Linked DNA regions of Sus scrofa: all the other regions are linked to region 4. A link is a contact called in public HiChIP or PLAC-seq and promoter capture Hi-C data. All regions are on one chromosome and are shown on one strand. Each heading gives the region's core, a stretch centred on a gene start, on an enhancer-like site or on the middle of the called end of the contact. The rest is flanking DNA. Distances are from core to core; before and after follow the strand shown.

The links. Promoter capture Hi-C pulls out the DNA fragments that hold promoters and counts their contacts. HiChIP or PLAC-seq counts read pairs in DNA pulled down with a chosen protein or histone mark.
Region 1: a contact with region 4 is called in a promoter capture Hi-C map of liver, with 4 times the contacts expected there. The contact joins the promoter of LOC100626988 here to the promoter of SRP72 in region 4. A contact is called at or near these places in 1 of 5 promoter capture datasets (liver), 2 of 47 Hi-C or Micro-C datasets (heart right ventricle and liver) and 1 of 2 datasets of contacts at active chromatin or transcription factors (alveolar macrophages).
Region 2: a contact with region 4 is called in an H3K27ac HiChIP or PLAC-seq map of alveolar macrophages. The contact joins the promoter of LOC100621115 here to the promoter of SRP72 in region 4. A contact is called at or near these places in 1 of 5 promoter capture datasets (liver), 1 of 47 Hi-C or Micro-C datasets (liver) and 1 of 2 datasets of contacts at active chromatin or transcription factors (alveolar macrophages).
Region 3: a contact with region 4 is called in a promoter capture Hi-C map of fetal liver, with 5 times the contacts expected there. The contact joins the promoter of KIAA1211 here to the promoter of SRP72 in region 4. A contact is called at or near these places in 1 of 5 promoter capture datasets (fetal liver) and 1 of 47 Hi-C or Micro-C datasets (embryonic fibroblasts).
Region 5: a contact with region 4 is called in an H3K27ac HiChIP or PLAC-seq map of skeletal muscle, with 7 times the contacts expected there. The contact joins the promoter of CEP135 here to the promoter of SRP72 in region 4. A contact is called at or near these places in 2 of 5 promoter capture datasets (fetal skeletal muscle and liver), 3 of 47 Hi-C or Micro-C datasets (embryonic fibroblasts and fetal skeletal muscle) and 2 of 2 datasets of contacts at active chromatin or transcription factors (alveolar macrophages and skeletal muscle).

Annotation. Positions count from the first base shown.
Region 1 is chr8:56,082,522-56,085,221 of Sscrofa11.1, forward strand. LOC100626988 (nitric oxide-associated protein 1) reads right to left here and starts at 1,361. Exons shown (of 4, transcript XM_013978717.2): 1 at 1,112-1,361; 2 at 612-1,109; 3 at 1-609. The coding sequence starts at 1,361. The coding sequence ends at 227. All of the region lies in intron 1 of LOC100621006 (RE1-silencing transcription factor-like), which reads left to right.
Region 2 is chr8:56,230,790-56,233,489 of Sscrofa11.1, forward strand. LOC100621115 (nitric oxide-associated protein 1-like) reads right to left here and starts at 1,393. Exons shown (of 7, transcript XR_002346682.1): 1 at 1-1,393. It overlaps POLR2B (DNA-directed RNA polymerase II subunit RPB2), which reads left to right and starts at 1,941. Exons shown (of 25, transcript XM_003129037.5): 1 at 1,941-2,096. The coding sequence starts at 2,078.
Region 3 is chr8:55,335,086-55,337,785 of Sscrofa11.1, forward strand. KIAA1211 reads left to right here and starts at 1,278. Exons shown (of 10, transcript XM_021101362.1): 1 at 1,278-1,419.
Region 4 is chr8:55,727,848-55,730,547 of Sscrofa11.1, forward strand. SRP72 (signal recognition particle subunit SRP72) reads left to right here and starts at 1,355. Exons shown (of 20, transcript XM_021100536.1): 1 at 1,355-1,511. The coding sequence starts at 1,400.
Region 5 is chr8:55,249,577-55,252,276 of Sscrofa11.1, forward strand. CEP135 (centrosomal protein of 135 kDa) reads left to right here and starts at 1,326. Exons shown (of 26, transcript XM_021101350.1): 1 at 1,326-1,574.

The sequences.
Region 1 (2,700 bases), core at 111-2,610, 350 kb after region 4:
ATCCACGAGAACAGGTTCAATCCCTGGCGTTGCTCAGTGGGTTAAGGAATAGGTGTTGCCGAAAGCTGTGGTGTAGACGCGGCTCAGATCTGAGCGACCCGGAGCTACAGCTCCGATTCAACCCCTCGCCTAGGAACTTGCATATACTGCGGGTGCGGCCCTAAAAAAGAGACGGAACTTATATTCTACAATGAAAAATCTGCTAAACCAGCACATTACAAGACAATTAAACAAACCAAAAAACCCTCAAAAAACGCTGGGACATGCTGAAGAAAATGGACTTGCCAGCGTTTGTGGCATCAACCAGGTAGACGTCGCCGCGGTAGCGCCAGGAGCGCTGGAGCGCGGAGATCAACTTTTTGACTCCATAGCCAGTCTTGGCGCTGATGAGCCGCACGTCCTTAAGCACCGCATGGGACCTGGCCGAGTGGTTCGCCTTATCCGCCCGGTCCCGCGGCTGCTTCCGGCCGGGGTGTTGGGACCTCCGGGAGCCAAGAGGCAGGAGACCGACGCGGGGGCAGTCGTCCCACAGCCGCTCCCGGATGCGCTGCCGGTATCCGGGGGCGTCCTGGGGCAGCAGGTCCACCTTGTTCCCCAGCACGATCAGCGCTTGGGGCCCACGAGCGCGGGCACGTTGGGCAGCAGGGCGTCGGGCAGATCAAGCAGGTCCACCTTGTACAGCACCAGCGCGGACTCCAGCCGCCGCAAGCGCAGGGCGCGCCGGTGGTGCACCAGCAGACAGCAGCGCTGGCACACTGTCCGCGCCAGCCCGCCCTTCGCCTGCGCCGCCGCGCGGAGGAACTTCTCGCTGGGCAGGTAGCCGGGCACGCCGGGGTCCTGGCGGTACAGCTCCGCCCCGCATCCCGAACAGTTCAGGCCGCTGGGTGCCACCGTCGGGTCCGGGTGCCCCACGACCGGCTGCGCCCGCTGCACCCGCCGAGCGGCCCGGAGCTTCTGCTGGCGCCGCTCCTCCCGCCGCTGCTGCATCTGTCGTTCGTTCTCTTCTTGCCGCTGCTGCACCTCTCGTAGCTGGTCTTGGCGGGTCGGTGCGGGCTCCGGCTCCGGGATGTACTTGGGGAACAGAAAACTCTCCTCTCTTCGCTGACCCCAGTCTCAGTCTGGCACGGAGGACGCCCACGGCCCAGGCCCCACGAGTGCTGGGATGAGAGGCTGACCACTCATCTCCTATCCAGGAGCGCGTCCCGGAGCCAAAGGCGCGCGGCCGTGGGAGAGGCTCCCTGCAGGAGGCCACACGGCAGCCTAGGAGCAAGGGTGGCAAGGGGCGGACCACCCCTTCGCGCGCGCACTGCGGCCCCAGCTGCGCGGTAAACGAGAAAAAGCCTGGGACGACCAGAGAGTTGTCATTGGTCAGCGTCGCCCTTCGGCTCCTCCTCCCTGGTCTCATCTCGTGAGATCTCGCGATGAAGCCTCTGATGCCGAGAACCCACCTAAAGCGAAGCTAAAGGCTTTGTAGGTGCGGGCTCCGCTGGGTTGGCCAGTTTGGGCAGCCAGTGAAGCTTTGCCTACTTCCGGGCTTCTTCAGCGCGCTGCCGCTGGTACTGTCTGCAGCTCGGAAATCTCATTTCTTCCTGTTTTTTGGCTATGTAACTGGCAAATATATAACACCTAAGGCCGTAAAATTATAACCACAAAGCCTTTTGTGATACATCCACTTGGGTTTTTTTCAGGTGTCATTATTAGTGGAATATTAAAAAAAACTTTATTATCTGGTTCCAAGACTGAGCGTAGCCGTAGTCATGTCTTCTGACCAGAGAAGTCTGAACCCACGATTTGCGCATGTGCAATTCTGGACGTTAGCAAATGCTTCACTCTTCGCGCAGGCGCACACAGTATGCGGCAGCCTCTTGGGCAGTGCAGGCCTGGGACGCAGGCGCAGACCTTAAGCGCCGTCCCCGTGGGCGGTGCTGGCTTGGAGCGCAAGCGCAGACCTTACTAGGCGCCCCCATGGGCGGTGCTGGCTTGGTACGCTAGCGCAGATCTTACGGGGAGTCTTAGTGGGCGGTGCTGGCGTGAGGTACAGGAAGTTTTGGGACCCCCAGACTGGGTTCATTTGTGTGGTGCTCAGGTCGTCGGTGGTCTTTTCTCCCTGTGCTTTTTTGGGTTCGCGTCTTGTGACCCACTTGTGGGTTTGTGTGACGCAGACGAGGGTAGGTGGCCCCTCAGAAACACCGCGGCGACCCGCTCGAGGGGGAAACGTGGGAGCCGGGCGAGTCGAGGGTTTGTGGCCTTCTCACCCGCCCGCCGCGCAGGGTCCCCAGGCGTTCCCCCCTCCGCCTTCCCCGGGCCGGGGACGAACCAGGGATTTGGAAGGTGGACCGGCGGGGAGCGCAGCATTTATGACATTTGTTGTCTCCACTGGCTGCTTCTGGATAAGTGACACCTCCCCGTTTTGGAAGAGCGGCCCCCCATGCGACCAGTACCGGTGTTTGGGGTTCATCTGAAGCAAAGGGCTCCTCGATTTCCCTTAAGGTCAGAGGTAGTGGATTTATTGAATAGTCGAATGTTTGAACGTCAGCTTGTGCCGGGCGATGTGCTAGGCTCTGCAAATACAGCTGGTGCAGAGAATACAGGGTGGGAGGGGGGATTGGGCTTGTTTGGCGTCCTTCACTCTGCTTTCCGCTTAAGTAAATTATCTTGAGAGATGACTTTTACATCTCCGTTTTCCACAAGGTGACACAG
Region 2 (2,700 bases), core at 143-2,642, 500 kb after region 4:
TCGCCTTCTCCGCCTGGTCCCGCGGCTGCTTCCGGCCGGGGTGTTGGGACCTCCGGGAGCCAGGGGGCGGCAGGAGCCCGACGCGGGCACAGTCGTCCCACAGTCGCTCCCGGATGCGCTGCCGGTATCCGGGGGCGTCCTGGGGCAGCAGGTCCACCTTGTTCCCCAGCACGATCAGCTGCTTGGGGCCCACGAGCGCGGGCAGGTGGCGCAGCAGGGCGTCGGGCAGATCCAGCAGGTCCACCATGTATAACACCAGGGCGGGCTCGGGCCGCCGCAGCGCGGCGCTCACGAGCTCCAGGTACTTCTCGGGACTCACCTGCAGGCGTAGGGCGCGCCGGTGGTGCACCAGCAACCAGCAGCGCTGGCACACCGTCCTCGCCAGCCCGCCGTCCGCCTGCGCCGCCGCGCGGAGGAACTTCTCGCTGGGCAGGTAGCCGGGCACGCCGGGGTCCTGGCAGTGCAGCTCCGCCCCGCATCCCGAACAGTTCAGGCCGCTGGGTGCCACCGTCGGGTCCGGGTGCCCCACGACCGGCTGCGCCCGCTGCACCCGCCGAGCGGCCCGGAGCTTCTGCTGGCGCCGCTCCTCCCGCCGCTGCTGCATCTGTCGTTCGTTCTCTTCTTGCCGCTGCTGCACCTCTCGTAGCTGGTCTTGGAGGGTCGGTGCGGGCTCCGGCTCCGGGATGTACTCGGGGAACAGAAAACTCTCCTCTAGGTCGGCCCTTCCTTCGCTGCCCCCAGTCGCAGTCCGGTACCGAGAACGCCCCCGGCCCAGGGCCCACGGGCGCTGGGATGAAAGGCTGGCCGCACATCTCCTCTCCAGGAGCGCGTCCTGGAGACCAAGGCGCGCGGCCGTGGGAGAGGCTCCCTGCAGGAAGCCGCACAGCAGCCTAGGAGCGAGGCGCGTGGGCAGCATGGAAACGCGGGCGCGGGCCAGGGGCGGGCCACCGGTTTGCCAGGAGCGCGTCCCGGAGACCAAGGCGCCTGGCCGTGGGAGAGCCACCTCGCAGGAGGCCGCACAGCAGCCTAGGAGCGAGGCGCGCGGGCGGCATGGGCACGTGGGCGCGGGCCAAGCGCAGGCCACGGGTTTGCACGCGCACTGCGGCCCCAGCTGCTTGGTAAACCGGAAAAAGCCTGGGACGACCAGAGAGCTGTCATTGGTCAGCGTCGCCCTTCGGCTCCTCCTCCCGATCGCATCTCGTGAGATCTCGCGATGAAGCCGCTGAGGCCCGAGAACCCACCTAAGGCGGAGCTAAAGGCACGGGAGGTCCGGGCTCGGCGGGGTTGGCTAGGTCAGCCAGCGAGTGAGGCTTTGGTCGGGCTTCGGCTGCTGCCTGCAGCTCAGAAATCGCACTTTTTTTTTTTTTTTTTTTTGGTCTTTTTACCATTAGGTTCCCAGGCTAGGGGTTGAATCGGAGCTGTAGCTGCCGGCCTACGCCAGGGCCACAGCAACGCCAGATCCGAGCCGCGTCTGGGACCTACACCACAGCTCACGACAATGCTGGATCCTTAACCCAATGAGCGAGGCCAGGGATCGAACCTGCAACCTCATGGTTCCTAGTCAGATTCGTTAACCACTGAGCCACGACGGGAACTCCAGAAATCGCACTTTTTAAACTTTAACAAAGCTGAGGTATAGTTGATGTACAGAGTAGTCATTTTTCAAAACTTTTTTTAAAGTTTTTGCAACTGAAAAAATAAAGCACAACTACATCCTTTTATTAACAAATCTTATTGTCTCCAGGGGCTACTATTTGTGCAACAACATTGCAAAACAAGACTTCATTCGGTAGCTGTGACGCGGCCCCGCGGGGCAGCCACAGAAGAGTCAACCCCCAAACTGCGCATGTGTAGCACTAACCTTTCGCAGGCCTTAGCCTACTTTCGCGCAGGCGCAAACCTTACGGCGGCTTCTTTGTGGGCGGGGTTTCGCGGGAGCCGCAGGATATTCTGGGAGCGCCGGAAACGGAAATCACTTTGCCTGGCGCTGCGGCCGGGGGGAGCCTGCTGGCGGTGGCTGCTGGCGGTGTCCTGCGTTTCACTTCGAGGATTGGGAGCTCCGGGGTCGTGTGCCAACATGTATGACGCGGACGAGGGTAGGTGACCCTTTAGAACACTGCGCGGCGAACCGTCGGAGGGGGGAAACGTGGGAGCCGGGCGAGTCGAGGGTTTGAGGCCTTCTTCCCCGCCCGCCGCGCGGGGTCCCCAGGCGTTTTCCCCTCCATCCCCGGGCCGGGGACGAACTAGGAGGGTGGACCGGCGGGGAGCGCAGCATTTATAACGTTTGTTGTCTCCACTGGCTGCTTCTGGAAAAGTGACACCCCCATCCGTCCGTATTGAAATAGCAGGCGGCTTCTGCGACCAGTACCGGTGTTTGGGGTTCATCTGAAGCAAAGGGCTCCTCGACTTCCCTTAACGTCAGAGATAGTGGATTTATTGAATAGTCGAATGTTTGAACGTCAGCTTGTGCTGGGCGATGTGCTAGGCTCTGCAAATACAGCCGGTGCAGAGAATACAGGGTGGGAGGGGGGATTGGGCTTGTTTGGCGTCCTTCACTCTGCTTTCCGCTTAAGTAAATTATCTTGAGAGATGACTTTTTTACTCAACAGGGCTAATATATACTCATTTTCTTTTTACATATAGCATCTTTAGTGTGTACCGCTTTTTCGTTATATGTATGTGTGTATGTACATATATGTA
Region 3 (2,700 bases), core at 28-2,527, 390 kb before region 4:
TCTGAGGCTTCTGAGACCCACAGTCCATTAGAGCTAGAGAGGTCTAATATGAACCTAAATTCTCTAGGACTCTCTCGATATTTTAAGGGTATATAATTTGGTGTTCCTTGCCCAGAAGCATCAAAGAATAGCAGACCTACACCTGATTGGTGTAAATTTGGATTTTCATAGAGTGTGTTTTATGTCCTTGGCTAGACTCTAATATGTCAAGAAAAAGACCCCAGTTATATGTTCTATACAGATCTAATTTTGGCTTCTGAGAACCTCTAGTGCTACTAGAGCAAATCAAATGGAACTGGTTGAACCTTTTATAAAATTCTTCATTATGCTTGTTTGGAATAAAGCAGACATTATTCAGAATATTCAAGCACTGAGCAATGACAGCTATACTTATAAAAATGCACAGCCATATTCTGGTAGATAATTAAAATGTTGATCTAGAAAAGTCCAGCTGGATAAGGCCATAGCACTAGATTCTCCCAGGATCAGAGTTGCTCCCTTAAGTCTCGCACTTGCATTAAAATTAGTAGTCCTTTCTCTGGCAATGGGACATCTGACTCAGGATCGAGTACCTATTAGGGTTACTCCTTATCTTCTGCATCTTTTGTCGCAATTTTTTCTTTGTTTTTACTTCCTTGATTAATAATATGAGATTGTTTTTAGAATCATTATTAGCATAGTGAAGGAAAAGATCACCAGAAACGGATTTCCAGATTCCATGGAGTCATAGCAAAACATATGGAGAAAAAGTCTTGGTGTTTGTAGTTAGGCCACAAAAGGAAAAGACAAATAGTCTCCTTAAAATTCAATATTCAAAGTCAGTATTTAATTTCATTACTGTTGGGGACAATAATGCCCAATGTCAGCTCACTCCGTTCAGATGCACTGGCAAAGCAATTTTAAGCCTGTTTCTGCGTGGCATCTTTCAACTCGTTTGACGTTCGGGATCCCAGTGTCATTTGTCGCTGTCGCGGCTGGGCTGGGCGAGATTCCCAGTGCAATGCGGGTGGCTAGCCTCGCTCTCCGGCTCGAGCAGGTACCAGGGCTGGGTGTGCGCCCCGCGGGAGCCCCCGCAGCAGCCGCGGTCCCAGGCGTCCCGAGCGGCCCCGCGCCACGCCAGCTGGCTCCCAGGGGAAAGCGCCGCGGGGTGCGTCCGTCCCGGGGGGCGAGGCCGGGCGGGGCCGCGCGCGGGTCCGAGCGCCCGAGGCGCGGGCGGAGCATGTGACTGGGCGGCGAGCCGGGCGCGCAGTGCCGCGCGGCGGCGGCGGCGGGCAGCGCAATGGAGGCGGCGGCCGCCTGAGGGCGGGAGCTGCGGGGCCGCGGCGCGGGCTGCAGGGGCGCCGCCTGGGCCTCCGCGTCCCGCCCGCGCCCGAGTGCGCGTCGCCGTCCGGCCCGGGGCCAGCCCGGCGGGGACCTCAGGTGAGCGCCCTCCTGCCCGCGGCCCGCGCAGACAATGGGCGCCGCGGGCGGGTCCCCTCCCCTCCCCGGCAACCCCCGCCCGCGCCGCCCCGGGTCCCACGCGGGGAGCCCCGCGCCCCCTGCACGTGTCGGCGCGGCGACCCTCGCCCTAGCCCTCGCCGGCCTTCCGAGCGCGAGCCCAGCTGCGCGGGGGCGGCGAGCCGGGCGGTCGAGCCCGAGCGCGGGGCTTTGTCTGGCCCCCGCCCGGGCCCGGGCCCCCGCCCTCGCTGCCCCTATTCCGCTGAGCCCCCGGCTGGACGGCCGAGGCCAGACAAAGGTTTGCCCCGGGGGCACCGGCTGGAGCGCCGGCGGGGCCGCCAGTCGCCAGGGCTCTAGCCCGGGTCTTCGCTCGCTTCGGCCAGGGCTCTAGCCCGGGTCTTCGCTCGCTTCGGCCAGGGCTCTGGTGGCGGTTTCCCGGCCCCGTGGTCGTCCCTGGTCGCCGAGCGCTGGCGGCGAGGTCGGACCTCCGCACCCCGCCGAGGCGGCGGCTGGGGCACGGCTCTCATTCATGCTCATCGGCGACACAGGGACAGGCGTTGACATCTCACAGGTTCTCAGGACAGAGCATCGTAATCGTTTTCTGAATTTTCCGAGGAAAAAATTGATTGAAAGCCACATGGATTCAGTGGATGGGCGGGGTGGCGGGGGAGGGCAGGGGAGGGGAGGAAACCTAGTAGCCAGGAGCGCGCGTTGTGAAATTTTAATACGGTTTTAAGAATAATGGCCCGGAAACTGATCTGCTGTAGGTGCGGGAGCGCTTGTTGGGGGCGGTGCGGGTGGAGACGGAGCGGTGAGAGTACAAAGCGTGAGGCGATTGAGTAAAAGGTTCTGGGTCAGTATTTTGTAGCAGATAGTCAGTTCATCAAGTTGTCATTCAGTCGTCATTTCCCTGTGAAAATCACCTGTAGTAGTTGTTGGATTATATATATAAAATGGCTCACAACTGTTTGGCCTCGTATGTGACTCAGGAATCTGAAAACAACAATCAGTTTTCAATAATTTGAACAAGTCAACAAAGGAAAGACACTTTCACTAAATCCGTCCTTTATTTTGTGAGAAAACCGAATCCTAGTTCAATATATTGAACAGAAAATTGCCTGTAAGAAAAATGTCAAAGGCAGGTTTTTTAAAAGAAACATTTCGAAGAATGCATTTTATGTAGGCGATATGCATGCTTTACTTCAACTCAGATATGTGAGGGGGGTAAAAAAAAAAAAAATAAGGCCCCTTTCCAGTATTAAA
Region 4 (2,700 bases), core at 105-2,604:
TTATGCAGGCAGCAGAGGTCCACAGCTCTCCTGGTGATTTGTACTAACTCACAAGAGATCGTACCCTCCTGAGGCAGAGTTCACTGGACCATTAGTGCCGTTTCTCCACTGCACATAGGGACCACAGATGGAATGTGCCAGGCGCCATGGGACATAACCAGGAGCTGGACATCGCTTCTGCTCACAAAGAACGCAAAGAGTAGGGGAGAAATAAGTAAAAGTCCATTCAGTTAAAAAGTAGCGTTCCAACTATAGGCCAGGAAACGTGCTAAATCCTAGGGCCACTAGGAATTGTAGTCCCTGTGGAGAGACGGACCTTAAACGAGCAGTGCTCAGGGTAGAGAGCTCCAAGAGGGTGTCATGGGGGAACTGCTGCGCAATCAGAGTGCTAACTTGTTCTCTGGAACCAGAAGGACACAGCGATATAGAAAAGGCATTAGCTAGGCTGCTGGGAAAGAGGCGGGGAGTGGCAGGAAGCGGTAAGATGGTGCCAAAAATGGGTCTGCAGAGGAGGCGTTCAATGGAAGAGCCTGTCATTCTCCGGAGGAGCACACTCCTTTAGGTACTCGGTCCTGACCCTCAAACACATCCTAACCCCTACATTCCTGTGTCACTCCAGCGCTTATTGTGCCCGGATGCGTAGGTATCATTTATCCTACAACCCTGATACGTCACCCATACTTTATGGTGGCGAAAACTGGGACTCTGACATCCCGCTCCGTCAGACATCTGGGGGGTCGCAGAGCCAGGAATGGTACCTGGGTATTCTCGCTCCAAACTCATTACCCTTCGGGCCTTAGTGCCCACTGCTCCCGACCTGGCAGCCGAGGGGGATTCACCAAACATGCTTGGCGCCTGGAGAGTCTTTGCTTTTTCTGTGCCTTTCCTCATGTTCGCTTCTCCGCCTGGATTACCCAGAACCAGCCCCAGGTTTTCCGAATCCCCTGCCCAGACCCCCTTCGGACGGTGATTCCTCGGGGCAGTTCTAGGCAGCAGGAAGCCGACTCGGCCCTGCCCTCCCCTAGCGAGGCCTCCCACGGCTTCCAGCAGTGCTTCCCCACCACACAGGCCTCCCCTAGGCTCCGGGGACTGCTGCCCAGCTCCGCCTCTGCAGGCACGCTGCGCCGCCACCACCCCGGAAACGCACGTTGCGCCGCCGCCGCCCCGCTACCCGCCCCCCCGCCCCGGGCTTCAGGGGTTGTTCCTCCAACCCGCTCCAAGTACGGCGCATCGGCTCTGTCTACGTGCACTCCTAGCTCTACGAACCACGCCGGCGGAGCCGACACCGCCTCACGGTTCTGGGTGCCTCCGACCCCCGAGCCCCGCGGCCCCGGCTTCCGCTTCGCGCGGACCCTCCGCATCCTCTTCCGGGTCAGAGGTCGCCCGCGTCCCCGCCAAGATGGCGAGCGGTGGCGGCGGTGGGGGGGTGTCGGTGCCTGCACTCTGGAGCGAAGTGAACCGTTACGGCCAGAACGGCGACTTTACGCGCGCTCTCAAAACCGTCAATAAGAGTAAGTGCCCGCGTGGGCGCCGGGGCCGGGGGAGCCGGCCCGCCGGGAGGATGCGGCCTCCTTCGGGGGCGCGTGACCACCTCCCGGCAGACCCGGGGAGGGGAGAGCCCACCGCCGCCGCGGCTGGAGCGCCCAGCGGACGCGGGACGCAGCCCCTCCGCGTCCTGGCCGGCCCTGGGTCCGTGGCGGCTTCAGGCCACGTTTGCTTCCCTCTCTACCTTCTGCGCGAGGCCAGGGCATCTCTGAAGGGACTGCAGCTGCCGGAGTCCCCTCCAAGGTGTTTTTATTACACTGCACTGTTTGCACGTCCAGTCTTGCAAATGCTCCATTCCCATCGCGTCCTTTTCGCCCGCCTTTTAGCGGGGTGATGAGACAGTATCGCTGAGGGGCCTGTTCTCTTGGGGCGCAGCGCGGGGAGGCAGCGCCTAGGACACGTCATTGGGAAGCTAGCACTGACGAGGTGGAAGCCGCACCCACTCGGGGTAGAGGCTCGGGCTGGATCCGACGTCCGCAGACAGGCCCGCCCCACACCAGAAAAAGAGTGTGTAAAAGCAGTGACGTTTGAAATAACCTTGCAAAGCAAAGTTTATCTGATCATTTCGAGTCAGCTCCTCCGATATGACGTTCAGCCCATATTTTATCCTTCGTCATCCAAGTGTAATACGGCCATGCTTTTTAAGCTCTGTCGAGGTAAATTTTTACCTGAAGATATTCCCTGTATTTGTTAGGTGTGGAAATGTAGTTACAGAAATAACATACGAGGTATTTCTGTAACATACAAGTGTGAATTTTCAACAGCCTTTACTGTTCATCCTTTAACAGTGGGTTAAGGATCTGGCGTGGCCGTGAGCTGTGGTGTGGGTCGCAGACGCGGCTCGGATCCCAGCGTTGCTGTGGCTCTGGCGTAGGCCTGTGGCTACAGCTCCGATTAGACGCCTAGCCTGGGAACCTCCATATGCCTTGGGAGCAGCTCAAGAAAAGGCAGAAAGACAAAAAAGAAAAGAAAATTGAGATTTGGCAGTCAAATGACTTGTCCAGGACCTCAAGGCATTAGTGACAACCCTGTACTCAAAGCTGACATTTGCTTCCAAGTTCTATGTGAACTTTTTTCTTTTGCTGTGAAGTAATGAAATATGTATGATGTAGCGTGTGTCCCAAGATGAAAAAGCTATAGTAAACAGCTTCATTC
Region 5 (2,700 bases), core at 76-2,575, 480 kb before region 4:
TCAGTTTTGATGGTGGTCCCATCAGGTCTGCTCCACAATCAGGGCTCCTGTCTCAGGGTGATGTGGGGGACCTAGAGAGCCCAGATGAGGCTTGGTTTCTTTTTCTTTCTGCCTCCTCAGCCCACCCTCTCGCTCAAAGCCAGGACCTGAGTGCTGAGCAGCAATAATTCTGTGTGCCAGAGGAACCAGGGCCCTGACCTCAGGCCTTGCGGCCCAGCAGTGCGCCTGCACTGGTCTTCCGTGACATCTGGAGCAAAACTGGACTGCAACTTCAGTGTCCCACTCATCTTTTAAATTTCTTTGATTTTAGTTTTTGTATTTTCTAATGGCTATGTGTTTGGGACAAAGGGAAGCCAAAGAGTCTTCTGGACTGGGTGACTGTTGCATAGTCATTTGCTATGATATTTATTTATGGCTCCCTATTTTCAAAAAAGATATTTGTTGCTAGGCAACAAAAAAGTCTTTAACTGTACGTGTTCAAGACTACAAAAGCCATCCACGGAGCCTCATTGCCTCCTAGAAATTCCATAAAACAGCTTATTGAAGGATGTGGGAAGAGGGACAGGGCTCCCTGCGGAAACGGTTAAAGCGATATATGAATGCGTACAAAGTTATTCACGGCCCACAGAGCAATTAGGTGAGATATATATACACAAGGATTAAGTGCATCTTCAAAATGGATGCCCTGCTTGGGAGAAGAGTAAACAGGAGGCGATGAACGCCTCTCTGATCATCTAGAAGTTTCCACGCGACAAATGGAATTCCAATATCCGACCATGCATTTTCTCAATGTGAACAGGTTCTCTATAGCCAGTTGATTTACATTTGATTCCATTCTCGAATGTTTCTTGCGGTTGGTGCTAGAGAAACAGCTGAGTGAAATAAACTGACTCCAGGAATGCGCAGTAGGGGGCGGCAGAGGTAAACATACAAAGACAATGACGTTTGACAGAGGAGCTCTAACTCAAGAACTCAAACGCAATGATGTTATGCTCATCATAACGGGATGAGTATAATATTGGGATCTGGACATCTGTAAGAGGCCGGGGGTGCGGGAGCAAAGTTAGTTAACTGCGTTGGGTGGTTGTCAGGGAAAGTTGCACAGACAACCGGGTACTTCGGCTGAGTTCACGTGGGGAGCAGGCGTCCCCGGAGGGTGAAGGCTAACCGGCTGCAGGGACCAGGGCTGCACAGGCTCTAACCCAGCGCCCCGAAGGTCAAGGAAGTTCAAGGCAACGACAGGCGCAGCCTGGACGACGGCCGCCGCGGTGGTTCCGGCTCCCGCCGCCAGAAGGCGCCGCAGCGCCGCACCTTCCAGGCCCGTTCGTTTCCGGGCCTGGGCCCGGCGCCGCCATCAGAATCGGGCGCGTCCCCGCCGCGCGCGGCGACCCGTCTTCCGCTCCCGTTACCGAGGCAACCGCTGCGCCTACTCCGCGCCGGTCGCGATAGTCCGTCCGTGCCATTTTCAAACTGTCCCAGCGCCGGAGCCGGTGTCCGCGGCGGCGGAAGCCAGCGAGCGAGGCAGGCGCAGGGGATGCGACCGCGAGCGGAGGGAGCGGCAGCCGGGGCGGCGGGTGAGCACGGACCGGGCGGGCGGCGCGGTGGGGGAGGAAGTGGGGCCCGGGCGGGGACTCTGGCGCCGCGGCCGCCCGCTGGCGGGAGCCGTGCGGGGAGCGGGTTCGGGCTGCGGACCTGGCTCCGCCGCTGCGCTCGCGGCAGCCTCCACCGGCCCCGCGCAGCCGCTGCTGCTGGCCGGTTGCTCGAGGTGGGAGCGCCCTCTTCCCAGCTGGTCCCTCGGCGCTTGGTAAACGCAGACAGGCCCGAGCGCAGGCCGAGCCTTGGCGGCGACCTCCGCCCGTTTGCGGCTCTCAGGGAAGGACCCGGTTCGGTTCGGGCCTGGGCGTAGACACGTCCCGGGCCTCTGGGAAAACGCGCCGCGCTGGCTCCGGGTGGTGGTGAGCGCGCGTGGAGCGCCGAGCCTCCGCGCCTGTTGTCCTGCAGGGAGCTGAGTACAGACGCTCCTGGAGCGGGGGTGGGGAACGTTGGTACCAGCTTTTTGTCCTTCTTGGAAGGATTTTAATCTTTCATCTCTCTTGTGTGTTGATGAGTGTTTTGATTCGTACTCCTGCTTCTCTATCTTAGAAGGATGTGAGCAGGTAGTATTTCTGGGTAACCAAAGTCGGTGCCAGACAAGGAGAAATGTTTGGATGGCGAGGTCCTGCTGGTTCTGGGTTTTTTTATTTTTATTCTCTTGCTTTTTAGGGCCGCACCCCTTGAATGTGGAAGTTCCCAGGCTAGGCGTCAAATTGGAGCCACAGCTGCCTGTCTGCACCACAGCCACAGCAATGCAGGATCCAATCCCTGTCTGTGACGTGCACCACAGCTCAGGCAACGATGGATCCTTTTTTTTGTCTTTTTGCCTTTTCTAGGGCCACTTGCTGCGGCATATGGAGGTTCCCAGGCTAGGGGTTCAATCGGAGCTGTATTCGCCAGCCTACGCCAGAGCCACAGAAACGCAGGATCCCAGCCGCATCTGCGATCTACACCACAGCTCAGGGCAACACTGGATCCTTAACCCACTGAGCAAGGTCAGGGATTGAACCCACAGCTTCATGGTTCCTAGTCGAATTCGTTAACCACTGCGCTAAGACGGGAACTCCGATGGATCCTTAATCCAATGAGCGAGGCCAGGGATCAAAC